Regions from separate parts of the Mus musculus genome. Here all the other regions are linked to region 2. Evidence: chromatin contacts called from public HiChIP or PLAC-seq data. All regions are on one chromosome and are shown on one strand. Each heading gives the region's core, a stretch centred on a gene start, on an enhancer-like site or on the middle of the called end of the contact. The rest is flanking DNA. Distances are from core to core; before and after follow the strand shown. Region 1 overlaps Sinhcaf (SIN3-HDAC complex associated factor). Region 2 holds the start of Dennd5b (DENN/MADD domain containing 5B). Region 3 has its middle 3.8 kb from the start of Gm25539.

The links. HiChIP or PLAC-seq counts read pairs in DNA pulled down with a chosen protein or histone mark.
Region 1: an H3K4me3 HiChIP or PLAC-seq map of embryonic stem cells shows a contact between it and region 2, with 7 times the contacts expected there. The contact joins the enhancer-like site here to the promoter of Dennd5b in region 2. A contact is called at or near these places in 3 of 15 datasets of contacts at CTCF or cohesin (the NIH/3T3 cell line and pro-B cells), 30 of 484 Hi-C or Micro-C datasets (the C2C12 cell line, the CH12 cell line, the G1E-ER4 cell line and 15 more), 10 of 115 datasets of contacts at active chromatin or transcription factors (embryonic stem cells, extraembryonic endoderm stem cells and stem cell-derived neural progenitor cells) and 4 of 9 other capture datasets (adipose tissue, embryonic stem cells, liver and 1 more).
Region 3: a contact with region 2 is called in an H3K27ac HiChIP or PLAC-seq map of extraembryonic endoderm stem cells. The contact joins the enhancer-like site here to the promoter of Dennd5b in region 2. A contact is called at or near these places in 3 of 484 Hi-C or Micro-C datasets (CD4 T cells, cranial neural crest and embryonic stem cells) and 9 of 115 datasets of contacts at active chromatin or transcription factors (acute myeloid leukemia, embryonic limb bud, embryonic stem cells and 4 more).

Annotation. Positions count from the first base shown.
Region 1 is chr6:148,917,617-148,922,441 of GRCm38.p6, reverse strand. Sinhcaf (SIN3-HDAC complex associated factor) reads left to right here. Exons shown (of 6, transcript NM_019643.4): 6 at 1-1,385. Among named protein-coding and RNA genes, the nearest start is that of Caprin2, 24 kb to the right of the region's middle. Within about 2 kb of position 3,396, at least 6 of the 459 cell types and tissues checked have an H3K27ac peak or open chromatin away from gene starts, as enhancers often do. A contact at or near this core is called in embryonic stem cells, where this site is marked.
Region 2 is chr6:149,098,871-149,103,840 of GRCm38.p6, reverse strand. Dennd5b (DENN/MADD domain containing 5B) reads left to right here and starts at 2,161. Exons shown (of 21, transcript NM_177192.3): 1 at 2,161-2,658. The coding sequence starts at 2,532.
Region 3 is chr6:148,968,781-148,973,520 of GRCm38.p6, reverse strand. No RefSeq gene overlaps it. Among named protein-coding and RNA genes, the nearest start is that of Gm25539, 3.8 kb to the right of the region's middle. Within about 2 kb of position 1,885, at least 42 of the 459 cell types and tissues checked have an H3K27ac peak or open chromatin away from gene starts, as enhancers often do. A contact at or near this core is called in embryonic stem cells and extraembryonic endoderm stem cells, where this site is marked.

The DNA.
Region 1 (4,825 bases), core at 2,147-4,646, 180 kb after region 2:
TTTCCCTCATGATAATTTGTCATAACTCAGTAGCATGACCTGCCCCTAGAAGGTAGTTAAAATTTGTAAATGCTAAGGCGTTGCCAGGTCCTAATGAGTCAGACCTGTACTACTGATTATTAAGCAGGACAGACTGAGCTTTCTGCAAATAGCTTGAAGGAGGAAACAATTTCTGAACACACAAGTAGCACCGTGTCGCCTCCCTTTATCTTCATATTGATAAAAGACTTTATGTGGATCTTGTAAAACAGAACCAGATCTCCTTCTGGGGAAGGCCTTGCCTCTAGGATGGGCAAGGTTGACTAGGGATAGTCCCAAAGCATGACCACAAAGTAGAGAGCACGTGGTTAGAAACCACTTCATCAGAATGTGTGAGTCCTGGGGATGCATGGGGCACAGTTGATGCTGCTTGGGACACGTTTCTTAGAGGGCTTACAGTATGTAAATAATTGACATTGGTGTTAACACGACTGTCGGGGATTCACTGAAATCCACATGATTCAGTTCTAGCTCTGGATTACCTCAGTTGACCTTTGTGGAGGTTTTATCTATAGAGTAGTTCTTGCCTTGTCATAGACCTTATTAGGGTTTGGGGTTTTGTTCCTTCGTTGTTTTCCTCTCACTATTTAAAGTTGACTAGAAGAGAAGAGTTGTGTGTTGAGGCTAAGTTGGTGGGTTGGGTTGGCTTCTTAACATCAAGAAACTGAATGGAGCTCCACACCTCTAGATCTCAATGATTCGGTTGGCTTCTCAGTGGAACCCAACTGAAGTTGTCTAATTGCCTCTTCTCAGAGTTCAGGAAAAACAGTAGTGCCACTTGAGACCTCGTAGAGGAGGTATACGTGGCTGCCTTAGTATTCTGTTCCTCATGATTATTTTAGAAACTGGATTTTAAAAAGTCTTTTAGAGTTTCACAACAAGGAGAAGCCACAGTTTGTGGCATCCTATAGTTTTACATTGTGTATTTCTTCCTTTTAGGAAAAACCTACCTAGTACAAGCTACCACGTGCACAGACAGCCCAATGAGTGGGCCATTTCTCCACAACCCTGGTGTAATACAGAGTCCAGCCATTACCATTCTCCTGCGTTACTTTGACATGGGATTTTTTTTTTTTTTTGTACATTTTGGCTGCAGTATTGGTGGTAGAATATACTTTGATGGATCATCTCTACTTCTGTATTTATTTATTTATTACTAGACCTCAACCACAGCCTTCTCCCCCTCCACTCTCTGCCTGTAGGATGTACTGTATGTAGTCATGCACTTTGTATTAATATATTAGAAATCTACAGATCTGTTTTGTACTTTTTATACTGTTGGATACTTATAATCAAAACTTTACTCTAGGGTATTGAATAAATTTAGTCTTATTAGAAAAATAAAAGTTGTCTCATGACTTTGTTTTAGAGGTCTCTGGTAAGAATTTTTTCAGGACCTGGAGAGATAGCTTAGTAGTTAAGAATACTAACTGTACTTGCACAGAGGGTCCAAGATGGATTCCCAGCACCCACATGACAGCTCAAAACCATCTTTGGCTCTTGTTCCCAGGGCTCTGATACCTTTGGTACTCCTTGGGGATCAGATAGGCACAAGAGGGACAGATGAATGGAGACAAAACCACCCATTTACATAAAATGGATATAAAGTTTAAGATTTATTTATTTAATTTATCTATTTATTTAAGATTTATTTATTTTTGTATGTGGGTACACTGTCTTCAGACATACCAGAAGAGGGCACCGGATACTCATTACAGATGGTTGTGAGCCACAATGTGGTTGCTGGGAATTGAACTCGGGACCTCTGAAAGAGCAGTCAGTGCTCTTAACCGCTGAGCCATCTCTCCAGCTCCAAGCTTAATTTTTGATGAGCAGGGGTTTGGGTAGAAAAGTCTTCAGACTCTAGGATAAGTGGATATGGTAGCTACATACAAAGGACTTTGTGTAGTGGTTTTAACATGAATGGAATGTCCATGACAAGGGTTGCTTATCTGTGGGGAGAGTTAGACCGGGACTTTTGTGTGAAACAACTTTACAGAATTATGAGGAACTGAAATGAAATCAAACATGGAAGTTTTAAACAAAATTTTTGAGACAGTTATGTATCCAGGCTGGCCTCAGTAATCACTGTTGGGCAGGTAAGATGGCTTTGGCTATGTGCCTGCCAAGCCTGACAATCTGGAATTTGGTCTCTAGAACCCACAAGGTAGGAGAAAACTAGCTCCCACCATTTTCCTCAGACCTTTTCACATGTGCTGTGGCACAATCAAGATTGCTTTTTCCTTTGTCTTTAGTGTGCCTAGAGTCAGGGTGCTTTTATATACAAAATATGTTTCTCAGACTTCATATTCCAGTTTCTGTGAGCTGGGAAGCTTGTATATAGACTGTTTGCTTCTGTCCTTCCAGTGCCAGGAGTCAGAATGTCAAGGTGAGAACTGAAGCAGAGACCATAGAGGAGAGCTGCCGACTGTTTGTTTGCTTTTCATGGTTCTACAACCTGGGACTAATTCCCCAGTGAGCTGGGCCCTCCCACATCAATCATTAGTCGGGAAAACGTGCCACATATTACAGAGGCTGCCTTAGTTATTCTGTTGGTGTGAGAGACACCATGACCAAGGCACCTCTGATAAAGCATTTAGTTGAGAGCTTGCTCACAGTTTCAGAGGGTTACTTTGTTATCATGGCAGGCATGGTGCTTGCAAGTAGCTGAGGGCTTTACATTCTTACCAGAAGTCAGTGGACAGTAAAGCAACTTAGCCTGGGCTTTTGAAACCTCAAAGCGCACCATCTCCAACATGTCCTAACCCTTTCCAACAGCTGACCAACTGGAAACGAGGATTCAAATACATGAACCTATGAGGCCATTCTTATTTAAACCAACACAGAGGCATTTAGATTCTCTTCCCTGAGAAGTCTAGGTTTGTGAAATTGGCAAACCAACTAGGACAAACTGAACCAACACACTAGCATTTTGATCTATGATGCTACCACTGATTACAGAAGTAGGAAGGTGGATCTGTTCTGAAACACCCATGAGCCAAGTGATCAAACACTGATCAAAAGTCCTGTAAAGTTCAGTCTTAATTACATTTTTGTACCATGTCCAGAGAAACTTACAAAAGAAAGCATTTAATTGGGATCTTGCCTAACAGTTTCAGAAGGAAATGTCAATGACCATTGTGGGAGCTTGACAGCAGGCAGTCAGGCATGAAGCTGAATCAAGCTGAAAGCTTTCAGATTGAGACAATCATGAGAGAGACACAACCCAGAGGTAGAGAAAGCTGGGTGGGCTTTTGATTCCTCAAAGCCTAGTTCCAGTAACATACCTTCAACAAGCCCACACCTAATCCTCCCCATACTTTTACAAGCTGCAGCCCAAACATTGAAACAAATATATGAGCCTTTGAGAGCCATTCTTATCCAAATCACCACTATTCTTAAACAAACCTGCAGCTGAGTGGAAGTGTAAAGAGTTTAACTTGAATAAAGCCTGCTTTTCTGATTCCTGTTTGCTTTCTTTTTCTTCAAAACAGGGTTTCTGTATAGGCCTCAGTCCTGAAACTCATTCTGTACACCAGGCTGGCCTGGGACTCAGAGGCTCACCTTCTTCTTCCTACTGAGTGGTGGGATTAAAGGGGTGTGCCACCTCATCAGGCAATGTTTGCTTGCTTTTTATTTATTTTATGTATATGATACACTGTAGCTGTACAAATGGTTGTGAACCACTATGTGGTTCCTGGGAATTGAACTCAGGACCTCTGCTCACTCCGGGCCCACTTGCTGTGGCCCAAAGTACACTGTAGCTGTCTTCAGACACACCAGAAGAGGGCATCAGATCTCATTACAGATGGTTGTGAGCCACTGTGGTTGCTGGGATTTGAACTCGGGACCTTCGGAAGAGCAGTCAGTACTCTTAACAGCTGAGCCATCTCTCCAGCCTGCTTGCTTGCTTTTTAAATTATTTATTTATTCTTAAATTTGTGTACGTTGGTGTTCCTTCCTCTGGAAAAGGAAAGCAACCAGGGACCTTAACTCTCCAGCCCACATTTGTTTACTCTGTAAACTAGCTTGATGGTCCAGCAGCCAGTGCCTCTTTAATCCAGAAAAGTTTTCTGCTTCCTGCAAAGGCTGGTCATGGAAGATGAGTTTACCTGTTTGTGTGTGGTTCATGTGTACGCCTTTAGTGTTTGAAACAAGATCTCTTACTAAAGCTGTGGCATAACTAGAAACACCAGGGACCCCCTCCTGCCTCCACTACTGAGATTACAGCTGTGCCCCAACATGACTGGATACAAGGGATCTGAACTTTGGTCCTCGCCTTACTAGACAGCAGCACTCTTCCAGCTGATCCAGAAAACCCCAGTTTTGTTTTTAATGCCAGTTTGAAATGTATTATAAAAGATGGGGGCAGGAAGATCACAATTCTAGACCACCTGAGGTATATGAAATCCTGGGTTAAAAACAGCTTCAAAACAGCCAGAACTTAGTGCCAGCTGTCAATGTCATGCTGAAGTTCTCCAGGCACCCGTAGTCCAGTGTCCATATTGATCCAGCATCCTGATGCCTGGCAGTTTTTGTGTGATGTTTAATGAACTGGGACTGGAAAAGGAAGAGACAGCCAAGTTGGATCAAAGGTAGGAGTTTCATGGGCTCATTCATGAAAGAAAGGAGCCAGAGGGTCCTATTGGATAATTTCTCTAGCTAGCAGTGGAGTTTGGTTACTCATTGTTGGTATCATGTTCCCTGCACCATGGGCAAAGGCTACTTATTATTGTGGTATGTTGAGTCTAGGGGATCTTAGACAAATCTTTTCATTCTGTGTAGA
Region 2 (4,970 bases), core at 912-3,411:
CACAAGCATGCCTACACACATACACACCTCACAAAACAAATAAAATGTAATAAAACATAAAAAGCTAAATAATAAGGGATACGGTTTTCCAAGTAGCCTTTGTTATGATAAGATTTTCCTAGAAAGCCAAAATCTTGGCATAAGAAAATATCACTCCAGATTTTCTTGTAGAAATTGGAATTGTGACAGCTTGGCATGTTTTATGCTAATTAGAGGTTAAAGCTGAGATTACTGACTCCACTGAAGGTTTTCCATTCAGGCAGCAATTGTGTTAGGGACCCCCAACAGAATGGAAGGCAGTATTCTAACATAGCCCTGGCTGTTCTGGAACTCATTTTGTGGACCAGCCTGGTCTCCAAATCATGGAGAGTTACCTGCCTTTGTCTTCTGAGTGTTGGGATTAAAGGTGTTGACCCCCCCCACCAACACACACACACACACACACACACACACACACACACACACACACACACACACACACGTGCGCACGCGCCTGGCCCTTAAGGGAGAAATTTTCTTTAGTGATGTAATTACTAACAAAGTGCCCATTCTCCTATAATAAAAGCTCACCTATTCTCCATAATCAACTCTAATGAAACCCATAGATCAGAAAATTGCCTTAGCAGATAAAGACTCCCCACCAAGACTGACTATCGGGGTTTTGATCTCCAGGACCTACATCATGGAAGGAGAAAACTGACTTCTGAAACTCATTCCCTGACCTGTACATAAGCACAGAACCCCCCCCCCCACACACACACACATACATACACACACACATACACACACACACAATGTCATTTTAAAAAGTCTTTAAAATTAAAATAAGTTTGGTGAACTTATTTGATCACCAAAAAGGTTAAAGAAATGAAAGCAGAAGGAGTTGGTGTGAAAAGGAAGGAGATCAGAGGGAATGGGGTGGGACAGGGGGTACAAGAAGGTTATAAAAAGATATGATCAAAATATGTACATGAAGCTGGGTTGTGGTGGCACATGCCTTTAATCCCAGCACTGAGAAGGCAGAGGCAGGAGGATCTCTGTGTGTTTGAGGCCAGCCTGGTCTACAAATAGAGTTCTAGGACAGCGAGAGCTGTCACACAAAGAAACCCTGTCTCAAAAAACAAAACAAGAAAGTACATGTATGGAAATGTCATGATTAAATACAGTATTCTATATATGTTAATAAAACAAAACTAAATCATTACTGTTTACAATTTTATAAATCAGTTACTGCTCAAATGAACAGAAAGCATGTTTCTTGATTAGCACAAACAATAAATCAGTTTTCTGCTATATTTGACTAGCTTAGAATCTAACATCCTGCAAGAAGCCACCAACAAAAATAGAAATACTCAGTAAAATATTTTTATGTGTACTCTGTATAATAGAAGCAATAATTGCATAACATTAAATGTCCATATACATTACAGATTTCAAAGTTGGTTATTTTCCCAGTAGCACCATCCTGATACTACCTAGATTATCATCATTCTTTCCTTCACTAAAATATAAATGGCAGGTCAAGTGGGACCCAAGGTTCTATAGATACTGGAAAGAATGAACCAGGAAGCATAAATACTCCCCATCCCAAGTACAATCCAGCTAAAATGGTAAGAGAAGTCATTTCAAGGGTTCCGGAAGATTATTGGAAGGTACGATAGAAGCTAAGAGTCAATTACCCAGGTTGTTATTTACCCTCCTCATTTTTGTGTGTGTTGAGATGGAGTCTCACTAGGTAGAGAGGCTCATCTCCAACTCCGGATCCTCCTGCCTCAGTCACAGGAGTGCTGGAATTATAGATGTGAGTCACCACGTCCTGCCGGGGACTAGGATCTTAAAATGGTTTAAGCATCTGCATGACAGTTTAAAAATACGGTACAGACGTTGTGGGAAATGACCTCAGCGTGCTGTCTCCCTTTTCCAAAGCTACGTTATTGTTTAGGTTGGGTTGGGCGACATCCTCTCTGGAAGATACGATCCTGCTCTGCGGCTCGTGCTCAACCGACTGTTGGGGGCTGCACCGTGCAAGAGAGGTTTCCTCAATATTACCGCGGGTGGGCACGCACCCAGACGCGCCCCCGATCCTCCGAGCTCACTGGTGCGCGCCCCGAACCGCGCGCCACCGAGCTCTGCGGGCGCTCCCGTCGCGCAGCGCGGTTCAGTTGACCCGCGGGCGCCAGACGCTGCGCTCCAGCGGGCGCAGCCGCGGCGGCGCGGGCCTCCCTAGCTGACACTCCCCCTGCGCGCCCCTCCCCCGCCGCGGCGGAATCCCGCCCGCCCTCCGGTCCGCGCGCGAGCCCGAGGCCGCTTCCTCGGTACCAGCGTCTAGAAGGATCCCGGCCGCGGCGATTGCGCGGCCATGGGCGCGCCGGGCTCGTCCTAGGGTCGCGGCGGAGACCGCAGTCGGAGCGCCGCGGTGGCCTCCTCCGCGAGGGAAGCCTGCGACGCTTCTCAGCGAGGCTTCTCATCGGTTCACGCCGGAGAGCCTCCTCCGCGAACCCCAGCGACGGTCGCACCGGCAGCGCGGCGGGATGAGCGGTAGCAGCGCGGCGCCGGGCCCGGGCTCGGGGTCCTCCCCGGCCGCCTGTCGCTTCGCGCACTACTTCGTGCTGTGCGGGATCGATGCGGACAGCGGGCTGGAGCCCGACGAGCTGGCGGGTAAGGCCGGGCTGGCTTTGGAGGCGCTAGGGAGGCGAGGTGCGGGCTCCAGACAAAAAGTCGGCGGCTATAGCCGCGCTCCGGCTAGATGGGCACTCGTGGGCGACATAATGACATTGTTGTTAATTCCGCGCTCTGGCTAAGCCCCTGGGTGTTGGGTCCTTGTAACCGGCGCGGGTCCCCAGAGGGCCCGACCCTCCGCTGCTCGCGGGTGGCTCATGGTGCGCGGGACCGGGCTGTGCAGTGGTTCGTGAAGTTTGGCCCTGGCGGCGGATGCGGTGGTCGGCAGCTCCATGAAGGAGTCGGGACCGCGGGGCTACGGTGAGGTCCGCTCGGGCAGGAGGCCCAGCGGGATCGACCCCGACCGCTCTGGGTCGGCGCCACCCCTCCCCCTGGTTCTGCGATGACGAGCGAGTCACCCTTTGGAATCCTGTGGATTTGGCAGTGCCAGTGCCGCGAGCTAGCGAGGACCTTTGGACGCTTGGGTTGCGGCCTGATGCTTTGTTGATACCCCTGCCTGGTTCCTGAGTTGATGTAGTTGGACAATCCTCCCCAAGAGGGGCGCGCCGTGAATCACTGCCGAGGTGTCACTGGAGGAGCATGGCCCCCATTTGACGGGTTTGGTGACGCAGTGCGGGACTGAGCTGGGGAACGTACCCTGGGAACCCGGGCAGTTGAAGGATGGTAGGGACCGGGGAATGCGAAATGTAGAAAGCAGGCCGGGGAGAAATGACTGACTGAATTTTTCATTCCGCTTTCCTCCTTGGAATCTGAATTGTGATTTTTTTTTTTTTTTTTTTTTTTGGTAAGGGTGAGACACATAACGCCTACCACCAGAACTTTATTTGTGTCAGTGCTAAACACTTAGGTCATAGCCTTTCACAGCAGCTTTTTTGGAATATACCATCCCAGGTTGATTGCACTAGTATAGATTTTTTTCTCTCTTCCTTTGAGGAAAGGGCTGGGAAGAATGTATTAAATAATAAATGATAGTAAACAAAACGGGTCAGCCTTTACTAATACAGTCTCACGTCTTAATTGAGCATATTATTAAGTCAGCTTCACAGTAAAATGTTAACAAAAACTAAGTATAGTTTTAGAGGAATAATGAAATACCAAGTTTTCCCTGTATGTATAATTATATAATCCTACTGTTTCTTCAGCTAAGATTTCATGTACATGTTAAGAATAGTATAGTTAAGGGACATGAAGTTGCAGGGGGGGGGGGTGTCTGCAATAGTGATTTTGGAGAAAGAGTTTTTTTGGGCTAGTAAAAAATATATTTTTCTAGGACTCCTCTAAACAACTAGGATTTCTTGGGCCTTCTATGACAGGTGAATGATGAAATAAAAAAGCCTGTATTTGCCCTTTCCATTCACCTCAGTCTTCATAAAGCAGTATCTCCTATTGTTCTTTTGATTGTTCTTATTGTATTACTACTTAGAAGAGAAAGATTCTTGGGCCAGCGGAATACTCGGCTCAGTGAAAACATGCACTACTCTTGCTGAAGGAGGACCCAAGTTTGATTCTTAGCACCCAGATTAGGAGGCTTATAAGCACTTCTAGTTCTAGTTCTAAAGGAGCTGACACACTTGGCCTCTGAGGGCATTTTCTCTAATACACACACACACACACACACACACACACACACTTAAACAGTATAAAAATCTGAAAAAATATATTCTGTGCTAGTAATATAATGAAGGAATTGTTTTTAATTTTTTTTTTAGATTTATCTTATGTGTATGAATGTTTATGTGCATGTCTGGTGCCTTCAGCATTTAGAAGAGAGTGGAGGGTGTTGGATTGTCTGGAACTAGAATTAGGGGTGGTTGTGACCCCTGCATACTAGGAATTTACAGATTTAAGGTTTAGGAATCATACAGCTATTTGGCAGGTGTTTTATTTTCTAAGCTAATTTCTTTCCAGTTTAACTTAACCTTTAAGGAAGTTTAAGTGGCTGGGATAACAAGATAAGATTTTTTTTTAAAAAAAGTTTCCTATCTCCTGTCTTAAGTGTATCCTTTTTTTGAATAAATAAACTTATCTATGTGCTTTCATACTTGGCTTTACTTTTTCATGCAATTGTTCACAAAAACAATGCCTGTGATCTCACAGTTTTTAAAAACATAGACATTGGTAACCCTGAGGTGATTATGTCAGTGTTATTTTGTTTGGGTCTTCCCACTCCTGTCAGTACTTATTTCTTCATTGGTTCATTGACAGCCATACCTCCAAGCCTTGAAAGTTTGTGTGCCAGAAAGAAACATCTTTTTAGTGGAAACACCAACAGGTCTTATTTATTGTGAATC
Region 3 (4,740 bases), core at 636-3,135, 130 kb after region 2:
CTGCCTCCCAAGTGCTGGGATTAAAGGCATGCACCACCACCACCCGGCCCTAGTTTTTTTTTTTTTTTTTTTTTAAATGACTTAACACTCCATCTGCCTCTCTGGTCACTCACTACCTTGGTTTAGGATTACTAGTTGGCTCTCCCTTCCCTTCCCTCTCTTTCAAGTCAGTCACTCTCTCTCTCTGTAGTCCACACTGGTCTTTCGAGTGCTGATTCCAGGCATGTGCCACCATGCTCCATTCCACTTTTAATATTTTAAAAGGCATTTCTTCCACATTAGCCACCAGGATGAAGTTCTCTTTTTTATTTTTTTTTAAAAAAGGTCTTCATCTGCAAGAGAGCCAGCCCTTCTTTCAAGAGAACCACAGAGAAGCCAGATAGAATCAGTCAGCCTAGAGAGGACTTTGAACCAGAACAGCTGAGTTGAACCAGACAGCCAGACAGAGATCAGAAAGAACTAGGAAGGCATGAGCTTATTCAGCAGCAAGTCTCAGAGGCTGAAAACATTCCAGGCCTAGATAAGATTATATATGGAGGCTAGAAGCTTCCAGGATTTCGTATAAGTTAACAGACTGCGATAGTAAGCCTTGGAGGCAACAATTACATCAGGAGCATAAAAGATCCTTTTATATATACACACACACACACACACACACACACACTTGCAAGTATGTCCTCTCTCAGCCGTACTGAATTTTGCCTGTGTTCACTGCCCTAGCCATTCTTGTTTGTTTGTTTGGGATTTTGTTGTTTTGTTATTGTTGGAGACAGAGTTTCTCTGTGCAGCTCTGGCTGTCCTGGAACTCACTCTGTAGACCAGGTTGGCCTTGAATTCAAGATATCTGCCCAGTGCTGGGAGTAAAGGTGTGTGCCACCAGCCCTAACCAGTCTTAGTTCCTGCCCTCTCTTCTTACTCAGCCCTGTTGCTTGCTCCCCAGATAATTAATAATAATAATTAATAATAATAGTGTGGGTACTGTGACATGTATGCAGCCTTCAACCTCCCAAGTGACTCTTATACCCGCTGTGATCCTGGCCTCCGGGCATTCCTGCCCCTACATAATAAGCCACTTCCCTCCAGTGCACTATTTCTGGGTGCAATTCTGAATAGCAGAATTATTAATCAGTAATGGGATGTAAACTCTGAGGCTAGGTTGCCTGCAAACTGTAGTTTTTTGTTGTTGCTCACCCTTGCTCTTCAGACTCCCTGCCTGTGAGCAGTGGAGGGAAGCCTGTGGCGCTCCGGAAAAGGAATTCAGCACCATTCCTGTGGGTGGGCCTGGGGTGCAAGGCTTTCTTCACTAAGGGGCATCCCGGCAGGCAGCTTCCCACTACTTCAGGAAAGATTAGTTAAGCAGCGCTCTGTCAAGCAAACCAGATTTCTTACACAGTGTGTTTGGGAAGTTAATTACATAGTAATAGATAACCGATGTTGCCACGGAACCCCTGCCTGCCTCCACACCAGATTCACCATCCTGTTCTAGGGCAAAGTGTCTGTATCTGCTATCTCTAGCCCTGAAGCCTTTCCTATAAGTGACCAGTGTCTTGTTCATACTCAGGCCTCCAGGTTGTGATACTGAACTGAGAGAAGGGAGGAAGGGAGGAAGTTGGCACGATTCTCCCCAGTCCTCTTAATCCTTGCCTCTTACTGTCAACAGATGTTTGCAGCGAACTTGGTGAGGGGGAGGAGGGCACTCTCCTGGAACTTTCTGAATGAAGGTGGGGAGGACGCCTTCCAGAGTGGGGGTGGAACGCCCAGTGGGGTGTGTGTGTGTGTGTGGTCCCTGCAGAAGTGAAACTGGAAAGTGGAGCCTGGTGTCTTCTAGCAACTTTCTTTTGGAGCTGCAGAGCAAGAACGACATCACCACCCCACCCCATCCCCTGAGGGCACCTGAAGCCTGGCCTGGCCTGGCCTGTCTGTCACCGGGTCCTGAAGGGTTGGAATGCAGGAATACAGTGGTCCCTGAACTCTATAGAGAGTGTCTGGGGACAGAAAGGCAGTCCCACTGTGTTGTACTGCTGTCTCCCAACCAGTTGTTGTGAGTCCTCCAACACTCCTTTGATTTCGGTCCGCTGTACTGAGGTTGCATAAGCGGACTGTGGTACACATTCATGGCTAAATGGTTACTAAAGGGAGTAGGTTAGAGAAAGAGAATCCTCCTGAATTTCAGTTGTGTCATTTATGACATGACTTGACCTGACCATCTTTCGTTCTCTGAGTTGGCTGGAAAGCCATTTCCCAAGGTTGTTCTGAAATAAAACTAAATGGCAGGTAGGACATTTTGTGGTATGCAAATACTTGTGTATTTTAAAGGGAGCTTAGGGCTGGAGAGATGGCTCAGCGGTTAAGAGCACTGATTGTTCTTCCGGAGGTCCTGAGTTCAAATCCCAGCAACCACATGGTGGCTCACAATCATCTTTAATGAGATACAATGCCCTCTTCTGGGGTGTCTGAATACAGCTACAGTGTACTTACATATAATAAATAAATAAAAAAATAAAATAAAAGGAGCTTAACAATCTTATTTTTTCATTGGCAATGTAAGAAACAAAAGAAGCTCTGGGGTTTTGTTGTTGTTGTTTGTTTTCTAATACTGAGGCTCAAACCCAAGGCTCTTCCAATGCCAGCAAGTACTTACTACTGAGTGAAACTACCAGCCTTAAAAAGATACTGGTATCCAGTTGACAAGATGCCACATTGAGTTTTTTTGGTGTGGTGGAAAAATTTAAAGGTAATGTTGAGGGACTTTTTGTTGTTGTTGTTGTTTGTTTTTGTTTTTCAAGACAGGGTTTCTCTGTATAGCCCTGGCTGTCCTGGAACTCACTCTGTAGACCAGGTTGGCCTCGAACTCAGAAATCCGGCTGCCTCTGCCTCCCAAGTGCTAGGATTAAGGGCATGTGCCACCACTGCCTGGCTTGTTGAGGGACTTTTATGATTGTTTTTATTGCTTGGTTGTTTTATTTCCCAAGATAGGGTCTTGATATATAGCCGAGGCTAGCCTCAAATTCATTATGTAGCCTAGTGGGCCTTACACTCCTGCCTTAGCCTTGTGAATAGTGAGCTTATAGGCAAATTACAACCTTGTAACTTCTGTTTTACTGTTTTGTTTTTTATTTTCCTGTTGTTGTTTGTTTCTTTGTGTAGAGAGGATCAAACCCAGAGCCTTGCTCCATTAGGTAAGTGCTCTGCCATAGTCCTGTGTTATTAGTTTTTTGGCTTGACTCTCAGGCCTGCTGTTTTAGGTGATTGCTGTAAACCAGCTCTAATGCCAGAACAGATGTGCCTGAACCTGCCCCTGCCCCTCAGGAGGAGAGGTATTGCTCCTGTTTGTAGTCAGATATCTGCACCTTTGTGCTCCAGTCCTGAAGCAGATGGATGTGGCCATGGAAGATCCAGAAGCACAAGAAATACAATGGTGGTGTGCTAAGTGCCCCCTGTCATTGTCAGCAGACTCACACACATCATTCCATTCTCCAGTCGACAAACCTGTCTTCATATTCTGTTCCTTATTCAGATTAGAACTGGTAAGGAAGATCACTAACTCCAGGTTTTTGTTATTTTTCCAATCAGCCATGATTATCACCTGACAGTGTTTAACTGCCCAGATCTAAGCATGATCAGAAAAAGATCCAAACACATTATACTAGGGGACTGGGGATGTGGCTCAGTTGGCTGAATGCGTGTCTTGCACTCATAAATTCCTAGCATTTCACAGAATAAGTTGAATGCTGTACCCTATAGTCTGGAAGATCAGAAATTAAAAGTCATTGTTGGCTACATAGTAAGTTCCAAGCTAACTTGGGATACCTGAGACCTGATAGTTAAGAGCACTGGTTACTCTTTCGCAGTACTGGGGTTCAATTCCCGACACCCACATAAAAGCTTGCAACTGTAACTTCAGTCTCTGGGGATATGACACCCTCACACAGACATCCATGCAGGCAAAATATCAATACATATAGAAAATAAGTAAAATCATTAAAACAAAACAAAACAGAAAAGCCAGGTATAGTGGCCCACACCTTTAATTCCAGCCCTCGGGAACCTGAAGCAGGCAGATCTTTGTGAGTTTGAAGCCAGCCTGGTCTATATAGTGAGTTTCAGAACAGCCAGATCTACATACATAGTGAAACCCTGTCCTATCAAAAAAGAAAAAATAATTTTTTGTTTATTGTTTTTTTGAGACAGAGTTTTTTTGTGAGCTCTGGCTGTCCTAGAAGTTGCTCTGTACATCAGGCAGGCTTTGAACTTCAAGAGGGCTGTCTTGGGGGAAAAAACCCAACATATTAAAAAAAATTAAATAAATAAATAAAATTAGTGTTAGTTGTCAATGATGGTAATTAAGATAATCAAGATGTTGTGAAGCTAAATGAGTTTGGCTGGTTAAAAATTTTGTGACCTGGGTTGGAGAGATGGCTCAGTGGTTAAGAGCAATGATTGTTCTTCCAATTAAACTATGAAAATTTCTCTAGAAGTCTATATAGCATCATGAAAACAAACATACAAGATGATTCCTGGAGAATCATAAGTCAGGCACGATTATAAGTACTTTATGTGTCTAAACTCTCTGAACCCAGTGATAATCGTACCAGGGAGAAGAAAAAAAAAAAAAAAAAGCCAAAGAACATTAAATGCAGACAAGGCCACACCTCCTGTCTTAGTTAGGGTCTTATTGCTTTGAACACACACCATGACCAAGGCAATTCTTTTTTTTTTTTTTTTTTTAAAGATTTATTT